Regions from separate parts of the Rattus norvegicus genome. Here region 2 is linked to region 1. The links are chromatin contacts, called in public Hi-C maps. All regions are on one chromosome and are shown on one strand. The core of a region is the stretch at or near the end of the contact, and the rest is flanking DNA. Distances in the headings are between cores, read along the strand shown. Region 1 holds the start of Hes1 (hes family bHLH transcription factor 1). Region 2 has its middle 89 kb from the start of Hes1.

Region 1 (3,577 bases), core at 282-2,781:
GGCCTCGCTCAAATCCCCAAGCCCGGAGTCCGGGCGGGCTGGGGGTGGGAAGAAGGGGGGGGACACGAATTCCCCGATCGCCACTCCTGGGCGTGCGCTCCCCGCCCGGAAGGGCTGACCTTGGCCAGGGCGGGGGAAGGGAGGCCAGCGCGGGGGCTCAGCTTTCAGACCGCCGCCCCCACGGATTCCTGGCTCGCCCAGGCCGGAGGAGGGGGCCCCGGACACACGGACACACACACAGGCACACACTCGCACGCACACACCCCACACGCAGCGCGCGCCAATGAGCCCGGGCCAGGCGCAGGGGGCGGGGTTTTCCCAGGCTCGAGCACAGCAGCTGCTATTTACCTTCTTGGCTTCTCCCGGGGACTAGAGGCGGCCCCCGCTCCCGGCCGCCCGCCGCCGGCCTCCGCCTCCCTGCCCCCGGGGCGCGCGCACACACACTCACACACGCACGCACACACACATCCTCTGGGCCCCGGCCGCAGCCGCGGCGGCAATAAAACATCCTGGCACGTGCTCCGACTCCAGGCGCGCCCTCGCCGGCCGGCTGATGTCAAACTGCAGCTCGGCTGGTGGAGCTCTTAAAGGGCTCGCGCGCCGGGCGCCGAGGCCGCCTTGGCCGCCCGCGGGGTGAGGAGAGAGGACCAACTCCCTTGTCTCCGGTCTCTCCCCACTGCCAACTGAGAGCCTGAAGAGGTAGAGAGTGGCAGAGGAGCGAGCGCGCCCCTCCTGTGGCATTGCTATCAAAGCCCCCTTGTTCATTTTTTTCATTTGAAATTCCATTTCCTTTCTGCCCAGTAGGAAATTATTCTGATTGTTTCCTGGAGAAGCGTGAGGTCTAAAACTGCAATTCCAGGAGAGGAATGAACGGGCTGGATAGGAGACAGGCACCCAAAAGGCACCTTGCTCCTCCGAAAACCCTGCCTGTGAAGGCATTTGGGGGGAGGATAAGGGAGTATTTGGGTTTTTTTGGGGGGTGGTATTGACCCTCCGCCCCACATGAGCAGTTTTCACTCCACTAAACATACAGAGTTCGAACAGAATTCATGAAGACAGAAATTTAATCACTTAATTTTGGCCTATATCTTTTCAAAATATTTTTCAAACGAACTTATTATATAAAGTAGCTATATTGCTTGTAGGAAGAAAAACAAAAACCAAAGATGTGGCCACAAAAGAAATAGACCAGACTAAAACCAAGACGGGGGAAAAAAAATCCTCTAAAGCAAAGCCCAGAGGAGTTAGCAAAGGGTTAAAATCCTTTTGATTGACGTTGTAGCCTCCGGTGCCCTGGGCTCAGGCGCGCGCCATTGGCCGCCAGACCTTGTGCCTGGCGGCCAATGGGGGGGCGCAGTCCACGAGCGGTGCCGCGTGTCTCTTCCTCCCATTGGCTGAAAGTTACTGTGGGAAAGAAAGTTTGGGAAGTTTCACACGAGCCGTTCGCGTGCAGTCCCAGATATATATAGAGGCCGCCAGGGCCTGCGGATCACACTGGATCTGGAGCTGGTGCTGATAACAGCGGAATCCCCCGTCTACCTCTCTCCTTGGTCCTGGAATAGCGCTACCGATCACAAAGTAGCCCTAAGACATAATAAACCCTCAACTGCTCCGTAGTTTTTCTTATGAAAGCCAAGTAAAGGGGACGTAAGCAAAAAAATATTTTTTTTGCGTGAAGGATTCCAAAAATAAAATTCTCTGGGGATTGAGAAGAAAGAAAAAAAGGAAAATGCCAGCTGATATAATGGAGAAAAATTCCTCGTCCCCGGTGGCTGCTACCCCAGCCAGTGTCAACACGACACCGGACAAACCAAAGACAGCCTCTGAGCACAGAAAGGTAAGACAGTACCTGCATCTCTCTAATGGCCCTAGAAATTAAATGGGGTGCGCGCAATGGGGTTCCTTTTACTTTTCTCTTAAAATCTCGGGGTGAAATGGCAGATCCCGTGGGAACTCAGGACCTCTTTTCCCCCCTTTGCAGTCATCAAAGCCTATCATGGAGAAGAGGCGCCGGGCAAGAATAAATGAAAGTTTGAGCCAACTGAAAACACTGATTTTGGATGCACTTAAGAAAGATGTAAGTGAGCAATGCATTTTTTTAAATGAAATTACGAATGTAATGGCATTTCCCAGGCACAAAGAGCTAAACTCTTTGCCTGCTGTGTGTGGATCTTACCCCACCAGCACTGCGTTCCCACAGGCGGGAGAGAGGCCGCAAGACCCTGGGATGTGGGACATGCGGATGGGGAGCTTCAGAACTCGGAGGCAGCTGACAAGGGGGGTCTCACTTTCATCCCTTGTTTCCCCTGCGCAGAGCTCCCGGCATTCCAAGCTGGAGAAGGCAGACATTCTGGAAATGACAGTGAAGCACCTCCGGAACCTGCAGCGGGCGCAGATGACCGGTGAGGACCGCGCGTGCGTCCCCTCTCTGCGGGTGTCCCTCTCGGCCCGCGCTGATTTCTTCCAGACTTCCGCCCGCGGTTGTGAGAGGCATTCAGCTACATTTTACTGCCTTGGCTCACTCCGCGTTCCCACGGTCTGGGTCTTATTTATAGCCACAACTCCCAAGTTGTTACTGCTCCGGAAATGGAGGGAGAGGTTGTAGCCGAGAAGGGTGGTGGGCAGCTTGGCTGTTGTGGAAGCCGGTGAGGGCGAAAGGACGTAGGACTGAGGCAGTTTGAGGCTGGATAGAAGGTAGGGGTCAGTGGCTTAGCACCGGTCCAACCCCTGCCGCAGGAGGGGAAGTAGGGTTTGGAAGGCGCCTTGGGTGGCATTGCCCAAGGTCAGGTCCCGCGCGGGACTAGGGATAGCAGATCTGGAGCTGAGATCGGTTTAGATGGAGGGAGTGTCCTGGCTTCTGTACCCAACCTAGGGAGAAGGAGCTGGCTGTTCTTAGCCTACCCCACCCTCCCAACCCCAGGTGGTTCCGGAGGCGCGCGGCGGGGACCTCCCAGGGCCGGAGGCTGTGGCTCCGGGGCCAGGGCTGTTCGGTGACCCGTCTTTTCTCCTTCTGGCCTGCAGCCGCTCTCAGCACAGACCCGAGCGTGTTGGGGAAGTACCGCGCCGGCTTCAGCGAGTGCATGAACGAGGTGACCCGCTTCCTGTCCACGTGTGAGGGCGTTAACACCGAGGTGCGCACTCGGCTGCTGGGCCACCTGGCCAACTGCATGACCCAGATCAACGCCATGACCTACCCCGGGCAGGCGCACCCCGCCTTGCAGGCGCCGCCGCCGCCGCCCCCGTCAGGACCTGGCGGTCCCCAGCACGCGCCATTCGCGCCGCCGCCGCCGCTTGTGCCCATCCCCGGGGGCGCGGCGCCCCCTCCCGGCAGCGCACCCTGCAAGTTGGGCAGCCAGGCTGGAGAGGCTGCCAAGGTTTTTGGCGGCTTCCAAGTGGTGCCGGCTCCTGACGGCCAATTTGCTTTCCTCATCCCCAATGGGGCCTTCGCCCACAGCGGCCCGGTCATCCCGGTCTACACCAGCAACAGCGGGACCTCGGTGGGTCCTAACGCAGTGTCGCCTTCCAGCGGCTCCTCGCTCACTGCGGACTCCATGTGGAGGCCGTGGCGGAACTGAGG
Region 2 (3,577 bases), core at 561-3,060, 89 kb before region 1:
GGGGGCATGCTGGCACTCCCAGTGGCATGGCCATGCCCAGCTGCAAAGGCATATGGGGACTGAGTGTGGCCAGTGTGCAAGAAAAAGAAAGTAAGTCTGCCTTGGCTGTTGATAGTCTCTGCCGTCGTGTGATTGTTTTGTGGAGTCGGGTTCAGACCAAGACCACTCACTGCCTGCCAATCATCTTCTACTTCAGTTCTTTAAATATTTGTGCTAAGCTGATTTTGAGGTACAGCTGAGGTCTTTGAGGGATATACCTCGGCCTGTAGAAATTCTGCACAAGTCCCTGCTCTGACTCCTGATCCACCCCCGGGTCTGTTGGAGGTTGTAGACCCTTTCTCAGGATGCCTCAAAGCACAACACTTTCCTAATCCTCCTGTGAGTCATAGCCTATGAGTGCAATACAGCCCAAAGGCCGAGGAAGGGTCCCCAGGCTCTGAGGAAGAACTCGTGGAAGAATCTTGCCTGGAGTAACCAGACTGGCCAGGCAAGCTTAAGCCCTCAGAGAGAGGTCACCTGGTTCCACATAGAGTACTGAGAGACAACGGCTTCTACCTAAGGCATGGGGTCAAGGCAAGGCTTTAAGCTAGATCTGGAGTCAGCTTTCTAACTCCCTTGCCCTACCATAAAGATTAGCAAGAACTGGGGGACAAAAGTAGCCTCAACAAAGACAGGGAAGGAAGGACCTCATTTCCAGCCTCCATCGTAAGAAAGAGCGTTTGGAAGCATGCGGACATACAGCCACATTGCCACTCCTCACGTCTTACTGTCCCCATCCACTCTAGCTGAAATCAAAAGAAACAGCCAGGTCTCACAGAAAGGACAAATGGATTCTTTCACTCTTGTATCTCTCCTCGGTACCAGGGAAAAAAAAGAATTCAAGTTCCGTAAAGATTCTGGTTCTATACACCAGCAGTTTCACAGTCTTTAGAAACGACCCCGGAAGGACAAAGACAATGGTGATGATCTACACTGGGTACCAGGCACCTCTGATAAACATTTGAAACATTGTTGTATTAAAGTCCCACTCCGATAAACATTTGAAACATTGTTGTGTTAAAGTCCCAGCGATGACCTATGAGTTGGCATTCTAATCCCCACCCTCCCAATAAGGAAGCTAAAGCTCAAAGAGTTAAGTAACTTGCCTGTGCTCACACAGGTGGTAAGAGGCTGAGTCAGCCCTCTGTCTGATTGCAAAGCCTGAGTGCTTAAGGCTGCTGAGCCGTGGGGCCCTGACACAATGGGTCACTCCTAGGAGAACCAGAGGACTCCCTACCTTGCCTGCCTACTTACTGCACCAGCAGCCCTCCACCTCCCCAGCTGGGACCTGTCTCCTCTGTGCTAAAAGTGACCTCTCTGTCACCTCTTTTAGGCCTGTAGGTTGTTGGGCCTCCCCTACCCCTGACGAATGCCCTGTTGGGTCCCAGCTTTTCTTCTTGCCCATACCGGCTGCATAGCTGCCTGAGCTCCCACACTGAAAGAGTCTTGGAAATGGTCAGTGCCTCCGGGGCCTCAGTTAACATATACATGTTTTTCCGCCATCCCCACCCTTGGTCACTTCACCTCAGGAAGCTCTTGAGGAGACTTGGAATCATGCCTGCACCTACCCTGTGGCTTTCTGTCATCTCTCTCCTGGAGCCCGAAAGCTGGGGAAGGGAGTTCATTCCTACCCTGTTATCAGGCTGAGGTCAGCTCTGTGCTGTCACCTGGCAGGCTGCCAAGGTACCTGCTTGAGCAACACAGAGGTGCAGCCTTGATCTTCACCCAGGCAAACAGCCACATGGTGAGGTTAAGCCCTAGACAGGCAGGAAAGACCAGGGGCTGCTCTTGACCCTGCCACTACCTCTGGCCTCGATCTCAGACAATAGCCATCCCTACTCTATCCCCACGTTTTCTCTCTAGATGGGACTGGCACAGGCCTTGTGAGAGGGGCTGTTCCTTCTAGAACTCTCTGGTGAAAGGTAACATTTTTAAAGCAAGTCTTTTGAGTGATTTTTTTTCTGTGGGAAGCCTTACTTGATCAGTTAAGTTAGTAGTGGTCTCTTGGCCCCTCTCTTCAGATGCAGTCAACAGGTCTGGCCCTATTTGAATTCTTCCTCTTTTGCATTTTTCCCCCCTGGAAGTTAATTCTATGGATGAGTGTGGGAAGGCGACGGTGAGGGTCTCCCTGTGAGCATATATCATTTCGTACATTTCTCTTTAGCACTCTGGTCAGGATTTATGCCTAGACCAAGCCTTTGTGAAGGTGTCAATAAGTCTCCTCAAACCCTCCATGGCCGATTCTTCCTAAGCCATGGACAACTTGCCAGGAGAGCGGCAGTGGGCGCCACAGCTGGCTTCTCAAGGAGCTGCCTTTTGAAAAGCTGGAGTGAGTGACAGCCCATTCAAGACATTTGCCAAAAACCTCAAAGCTGGGTGGCCTTCCCAGAGTCCGGGGACAGTAAAAGTAGGTCATAGGGTACAGAAGCAAATCCAGAGGCTGAGAGCTTCCTGGCAGCCAGGGAGAGTGCACAGTTCACACTCTGCTGACTGGCTCCCAGGAAGACCTCCGATGTGTCACCACACCTCTCGGACCCCCCATTTCTAGAACTGTAAGCCTCACGTAGGATTCTCTCAGGTCGAGTGGATGGAAACCTGACCCAAGATCGCTTCCAACTTTGGGAATCTGTAACTACTTTGCAATTCGCACTCTGAAAAACTGCCCCCACCCCGTACCTTCCCACTGCAGAGTACTGAGGGCGTGTGAAACCCAGCCTCCAGCACAGCAGCAGCCTCTGCCTCGCCTAACAAAGCCCCTCCTCGCCTCCCCTTTTCTCCCAGCCTAGCCTACCACCAAGAGAATTGGAATTCAACCACTGAAGGGAGACCACAAAATAAATGACCTTGCATGGGGTGGTGGTGGTGGGGGCAGACCGTGAATGTCAACAAAGCCACAAAAAGCCTAACGTTCAAGCTCAAAAAGTTTAGGTGCACTTGGAACAAGCCCAGGAGCCTGGATCTTAGAGAGGCATCTTCTCCCAGCCTTCACCATACACCTCCCAAGGAAAGGGTGCAGAGAACACAGCTCACACCCACAACTCTGTGACATTCTCATCCTCCCAAAAGGGAGAGCCAACCGGTCCGACAGGTTTCAAAGTGTCAGAAGAGATGGCTCAGCGCGTAAGAGCACGTACTGCTTTTGCCTGGGACCCAAGTGTAGTCCCCAGCACCCGTGTCCAAAGGCCCCAGGGAATCCAAAGCGTCTGACTTCCACAAGCCTGCATTCGAGTGCGGGAATGCTCTCAAGCACTGGTGTGCACCCGCATGCACATACAAACACACATGGGCATATTCGCACACACGCACACATGCGCATGCACACACACACACACAGGCATGTGTACACACACACGAAAACACATGTCAGCATATTCACACACACACGGGCATGTGTACACACACACACACTCAAACACACATCAGCATATTCACACACACACACACACACACACACACACGGGCATGTGCGCACACACACATGCACAGTTAAATAAAACTACATCTTTTTTATCTTTTCTTTTAAACATCAGAGCATAGC

What was found. A called contact is a pair of places that touch in the nucleus more often than the background predicts.
Region 2: a contact with region 1 is called in a Hi-C map of liver, with 9 times the contacts expected there. The contact joins the enhancer-like site here to the promoter of Hes1 in region 1. A contact is called at or near these places in 2 of 12 Hi-C or Micro-C datasets (kidney and liver).

The regions. Positions count from the first base shown.
Region 1 is chr11:84,210,999-84,214,575 of GRCr8, reverse strand. Hes1 (hes family bHLH transcription factor 1) reads left to right here and starts at 1,531. Exons shown (of 4, transcript NM_024360.4): 1 at 1,531-1,837; 2 at 1,982-2,077; 3 at 2,315-2,402; 4 at 3,022-3,577. The coding sequence starts at 1,730. The coding sequence ends at 3,575.
Region 2 is chr11:84,299,889-84,303,465 of GRCr8, reverse strand. No RefSeq gene overlaps it. Among named protein-coding and RNA genes, the nearest start is that of Hes1, 89 kb to the right of the region's middle. Within about 2 kb of position 1,810, at least 8 of the 93 cell types and tissues checked have an H3K27ac peak or open chromatin away from gene starts, as enhancers often do. A contact at or near this core is called in liver, where this site is marked.